2 separate regions of the Mustela erminea genome follow, and region 2 is linked to region 1. A link is a contact called in public Hi-C data. All regions are on one chromosome and are shown on one strand. Each heading gives the region's core, a stretch centred on a gene start, on an enhancer-like site or on the middle of the called end of the contact. The rest is flanking DNA. Distances are from core to core; before and after follow the strand shown. Region 1 has its middle 9.7 kb from the start of MORN3. Region 2 holds the start of RHOF (rho-related GTP-binding protein RhoF).

Region 1 (2,700 bases), core at 170-2,669:
AGTCATCCAGGGAATTAGGTAAACCCTCTTGAAACACCATCTGGAACTACGTTACAGAAACTATAAAACTATTTTCTGACTGAATTAATTCCACTTAATGACTACTATTTATTTACTTAACATATAGCTGGTGTGATGCATAGTACTTGGTACTTCAGTTTTCTTATTTTTAAATTTTTATTATTTTTTAAAATTTTGTTTATGTATTTGACAGAGAGAGAGAACACAAGCTGGGCAAGAGGCAGCGGGAGAGGGAGAAGCAGGCTCCTCGCTGGGCAAGGACCCTGAGATCATGACCTGAGCAAAAGACAGATGCTTAACCGGCTAAACTACCCAGGAGTCCCCATTTTTTTAAAGTACTTTTCTTCTTTTTTAAAAAAAGATTTTATTTATTTATTTGAGGAGAGAGAGTGCAAGAGAAGGGGTAGGGCCAGAGGGAGAAGCCGACTCCCCATTGAGCAGGGAGCCTGATCCAGGACGCGTTCTTGGTTCTTGGGAGTCCAGGATCAAGATCTTAGCTGAAGGCAGTCGCTTAACTGACTGAGCCGCCCAGGCGCCCTAAAGTACTTTTCACAACAATCCTATGAGATAGGTAGGAATCCTTATTCTCATTTTAAAAAGTCAGCAAACTCAGGTTCACAGAAGTTAGATAAGCTACCCAGAGGAAAAGATCAAGAAAGTGGCTGAGTCAGGATTCAATCTCAGACCCGTTAACCTAGGAAAACCTGGCCAGAACATAGCACTGACTCTCATTTCAGAGAATTACCTCCAAGGGAATAGTACACTTGGGGCAAGAGAAGAAATTTATGAAAAATATAAATACTAGCAGAATTCTTCCAAAAGGAAAAACTGGAATATGCACGCAGTAGATAATGTAAATTAGGCCCGGCACATACCAGGATCTCCATAAATGCTTAATTTTTTAAAAAAGCAATTGGGTGGGGAAAAGCTCTGGCCCTTTACGCCTGGGTGGCTCAGTGGGTTAAAGCCTCTGTCTTCGGCTCAGGTCACGATCCCAGAGTCCTGGGATCAAGCCAGGCATCGGGCTCTCTGCTCGGCAGGGAGCCGGCTTCCCCCCTCTCTCTGCCTGCCTCTCTGCCTGCCTCTCTGCCTACTTGCGATCTCTGTCTGTCAAACAAATAAACAAAAATCTTAAAAAAGAAAAAAAAAAAAAAAGCTCTGGCCCTTTAAACGACAGTCTGGTTAGGAAAGGAAGCCGCAGACTGCGCTGACGTGAAAAGCTTCAGGCCTCATTTGAATGAGCATGCGCAAAAGCTCGCCCTCGTTCCCTCGCCACGTTCCTATACTCAAATGCGCGTGCGCCGCCTGAACCTGGGGCAGGCAGTTGGCTCCGCCCACCTATTTAGGCAGGCGGAGACAGTCGCGTGAGTTCTGCGGGCCTACAATCTCCCGCGCTATTAAGTAGCCCGCCCCTTTTTGCACATGCGCATACTTCAAGCCCTAGAAGGAGGGGTTGTTGAGTGGGTCTTGGAGCTGCGCCTGCGCCGTGGACGCCCCTGCCGGAAGTGGGCGGGTCGTATTCCAAAGCCTAAAGGGCGGAGGGAGAAAACGCGGCAAATGCCAATGTTGCTGAAGGGAAAGCATGTTGGGGGCGCTGTCCCAGCTGTCCTGCTGCAGAACTAGTCAACGTAGAAATGTAAAGACCAGAATGTGATCGCAGAGAAATTCCTTGCCGATTTAAACAAGGTTTTACAAGATTATTCTGTTTACATGTGTGTTAAATGAAGGGTTTAGGGAAAGGGAGGATTTTCCCCGAGTTTCCTTTTTTCCTCATGAATTCTTATATTTCTAGAAGGCTTCAGGACTCGGGGAGATTTGAATGCCTCCCATGTGCCCAGTTTGAAAACAAGTATTATGAAAAAAAATTAGAGAGGAACGTGTTCTTGTCCACAGAAACGTTCGTTCCGGGAGTCAGGAAACTGTCTGGAAGACAAGTGCGGTAAGAGTCGGAGAAGAAACAAGTCCGCTTCGAGGTAAGTGATTTTGTGTCGTTAAAATGGTAAATGCTTTGGAAGTCCCTTGTGTCACTTCATCGGCTTTATTCCATAAACATTTGTGGAAAGCATCTTGTGTTTTATACGAACGCACCTTACTGGATACTGGAAATTCAAAGATGAATGTAACTCAGCCCCTGCCCCTGAAAAGTTCACACCGTGGGGCCCGGGAGTGGGACTAGCCTGGGCAAGGTCCTGGACTGGGAATGATAGTGTAAAGTAGCTTTGGAGACTGCCTTGACTGAAACGGGAGGGTGACCTCAAAGAGCATGGGAGATGGTGTCCTATGAACATAGCGGAGGATGGGGGGCAAGGGGGAGGGTAGTCCGGGAGAGAGGAGGTTAGGTGCCAAGCTGAGAATGTTTGGAACCAAATCCGGTGGTTAGGAACCTGTGTGTTTTCTTGAACTTGCTTTGATACAGGGGATGAAGCAGAAGGTCGCTTTTTGACCGCAGTGACCTGGTTAAACAGGGAGAAGCTGGAAAGCTCTGTAAGAAAGTGTCCAGCTGGTGAGCTGAGAAACTTCCATGCCAAGTTATAAGTCCTCATTAAGGATCCAAACAACTGAAAGGAAAACTGATTCTTGGGTATTCTGAGGACGTTACTAGATGTTATGTCGGGCTAGGGAGAAAGAATTTTCCCTTTTGTGTTTATTTATTTTAAATATTTGTGTATTTATTTATTT
Region 2 (2,830 bases), core at 176-2,675, 74 kb after region 1:
AATTGTAGCCAGAATCCTAGAACTACAGGCTCAAAACGACCACAGAATTCCAGAACCGTGTATTGTACCAGATGGAATCCCAGGAGTGTGGAACTCAGAATTAGTGTGGAATTCAGAATTTATGTCCACAGGACCCTGGAGCCTCAGGAGTGTCAACCACAAAATCCTGGAGTCACAGGCTCTGATCTGTAGCCCAGAGTATTCTAGAACCACAGGACCCAGAAATTCAGCCCACAGGATCCTAGCACCAGGGGACTCAAATCCGCAGCCCACAGAATCTTAAGAGACCACAGCACGCAACACACGAAAGCCTGGAACCATGGGAAGCAGAAGCGATGCCCACGGTTTTCTAGAACCACAGGAGAGGAATGAAGCCGTGGGTTCTCAGCACATTAGTGCTAGCAGGGTGGCCCAGGAGCTCTTCTCATTCAAGTCCCCTCCTTTCAAATATGGGGTGACTGAGGCCCTCTGAGCCTCCAGGGCCACCCTGCCAGAGCCCCTCGCGGCCCTCAGGAGTGCTGGGATGTCAGGGCCCCACAGCGGCTGGTGGGCGGGGATGCCCGGAGGGGGACGCCCCGGCGGGGGAAACCCTTCGGGCACCCGGGACCCTCGGTGCGCAGGCGCACTCACCGGCGGTATCGTATAGGTTCAGGGTCACCTCCTTGCTGCCCACAGTCACGCTGGCCGTGTACTTCTCGAACACGGATGGGGCGTAGTGCTGTCGGAGAAGGGGTCGGCCGGTTCTTAAGGGGTGCGACGGGGGGGGGCAGGGCTCAGCTGCGCCGCCCCCCTTCACCCCATCCAGCTCAGCTCCCCTCACCCTGCTGGGCTCTGGAATTCCCGAGGGGGCGCCCCGGGGTGGCGGCTGCCTCTCTACGCACAGGACGCCGGGGAGCCGGGGTCCAGGCTCAAGGCGCAGGCTGAAGGCCGTCCGTCGCCCCCCGTGGTCCCAAGCCCGTTTGCCCCGCAGTCTCACCCCCACCAACCCCCCGGCGGGCCTCACCTCAGGGAAGGAGCCCTGGCTGTACACCATAAGCAATGATGTCTTGCCGCAGCCACCGTCACCCACGATCACGATCTTCAGCTCCTTCCTGCCCGGGCCCGCATTCGGGCCCGGGGCCCCGGGGGCATCCATAGCTGTGAGCAGCCGGCACCCGCAACCGCGCGCCGGGCTGACTTCTGGGGCTGAACGATCGGGAGCGGGGGCGGGATCCAGGGGGCGGGGCGAGACAAACCCCGCCCACTATGTGCGGGCATCGCCTCCGCCAGGCAGCCACCCGGGCCCACCTCCCAGCCTCAGTTTTCCTTTCTGTTCGGTCCCGGACCGGGGCGTTCACTTTTCATTCCCAGGGAAACTGAGGCAACTGAGAAACGGGGGCACTCAGCCTGAAGCGCGGCTCCCACTCCCTTCCCTTCATGTCAAGGCGCGCCCCCCACCGACAAGATTCGATCGTTTCCGCCGTTCCTTGCCGGGCACCTCTGATTGGCAGGCTCCGCCTTCTGGCAGGGACCCTCTGATTGGCCGATTCGTCCCCCCCCACCGGACAGAGACCCTTTGATTGGCGGATCGTTGCCCCAGCACCAGGAGTCCGGGAGCCTCGGTCTCAGGCTCAGGGAAAAGCCCCTTGTCGTTGCCCCGCCTCAGCTGTGTGGCCTGGGGCAAGTCGGCTTCTGACCTGGTCCCCCACGAGGTAGGTTGTTAGTGCCAGGGAGGATGCTGGCATGGGGGCGTGTCTGCTCACCTAGACCAGCCCTACGGGCGCCAGTGATGGGGTTGGGGAATAGCGGTTCCATTCACCTACCCCCACCACCTCCCCAAGAGCGCAAGGTGGACGTCTGGCGCCCTCTGGCGGGCAATCGCCTTGGGGCGGGCAGCTTGGAGAGCAGGTGAACGACTCCGGAACAATATACCCTTTGGGGGTTGGCCCCAAACCACGCGGGCGGAAGTCTCTTTCTAGCAGGGGCAGAGGCATGAACCGAGGAAAACACCGTCGAGGAAGGAATGGGTAAAGCCAGGGCAGATCTAGTTGAGGTAAGCTGGGCTCCCTCGTAACACCCACCCCAGCCTGAAATTTGATTAAGCGCCCTCCAGACAGCAGCTTTGTATCTTCATGCCAAGGACTGTCACCAACCCTCCCACTTCCCTGATCGAAACAGCTATTTATCGAGCGCAATGTGCAGGTACTACTGGGGCTGCTGGCTGGCTGAGATCACTCCTGTCCCCCATTCTTTCCCTCCCCGCGACCCCTGGGCCAACCGTCCGTTGCACAAGCCAGGCCGGCAGTCAGGAGAGGCTGGGGACCTCTGGAGCCAGTGTGTGGCTGGTGGGCATTGATTGAGGCAGGGATAAGTGAGATACAGGTCCTACCCTGTCTACTCTTGGTAGTTTCCTCAGAGAGGAAGGACTCAGGATCTTCTAGCCACGACCCCCTCCCCACAACCCCTCAAGAAGATTTTCAATTTTCAAGTTCTCAGCAAAGATCAGGTAAACTTTAGTTCACGGAGGAAACTGCCAGGTTGGCAATTTAAAAAAGGCCGGGTAGGTTTTCCGCGGAAGCAAGGCAGGGTCTGACCACCAGAGGGCAGCAGCGACCGCTCGAGGAAGCTTACCAAAAAAAAAAAAAAAAAAAAAGAGCCCAGAGCTGGGAAAAGGAGGGAAGGCCAAGCTCCAGGTCAAGTGAGTCCTAGGCCCGCCCCACCACCTCCTCATTGGGTCAGAGGGCCACCTGCTGGGTCAAGCACCCCCCCATACAAATTTACAGCAACTCATTCATTCCTTTTTTGCAAAACAAGTTTATTGAGAGGCAACTGTGTTCCTGCCTGGAAGGAG

The links. A called contact is a pair of places that touch in the nucleus more often than the background predicts.
Region 2: a Hi-C map of skeletal muscle shows a contact between it and region 1, with 5 times the contacts expected there. The contact joins the promoter of RHOF here to the enhancer-like site in region 1. A contact is called at or near these places in 2 of 3 Hi-C or Micro-C datasets (skeletal muscle and spleen).

Annotation. Positions count from the first base shown.
Region 1 is chr13:85,345,547-85,348,246 of mMusErm1.Pri, forward strand. No RefSeq gene overlaps it. Among named protein-coding and RNA genes, the nearest start is that of MORN3, 9.7 kb to the left of the region's middle. Within about 2 kb of position 1,420, the one cell type or tissue checked has open chromatin away from gene starts, as enhancers often do.
Region 2 is chr13:85,419,325-85,422,154 of mMusErm1.Pri, forward strand. It overlaps RHOF (rho-related GTP-binding protein RhoF), which reads right to left and starts at 1,426. Exons shown (of 5, transcript XM_032310562.1): 1 at 1,004-1,426; 2 at 631-718. The coding sequence starts at 1,135.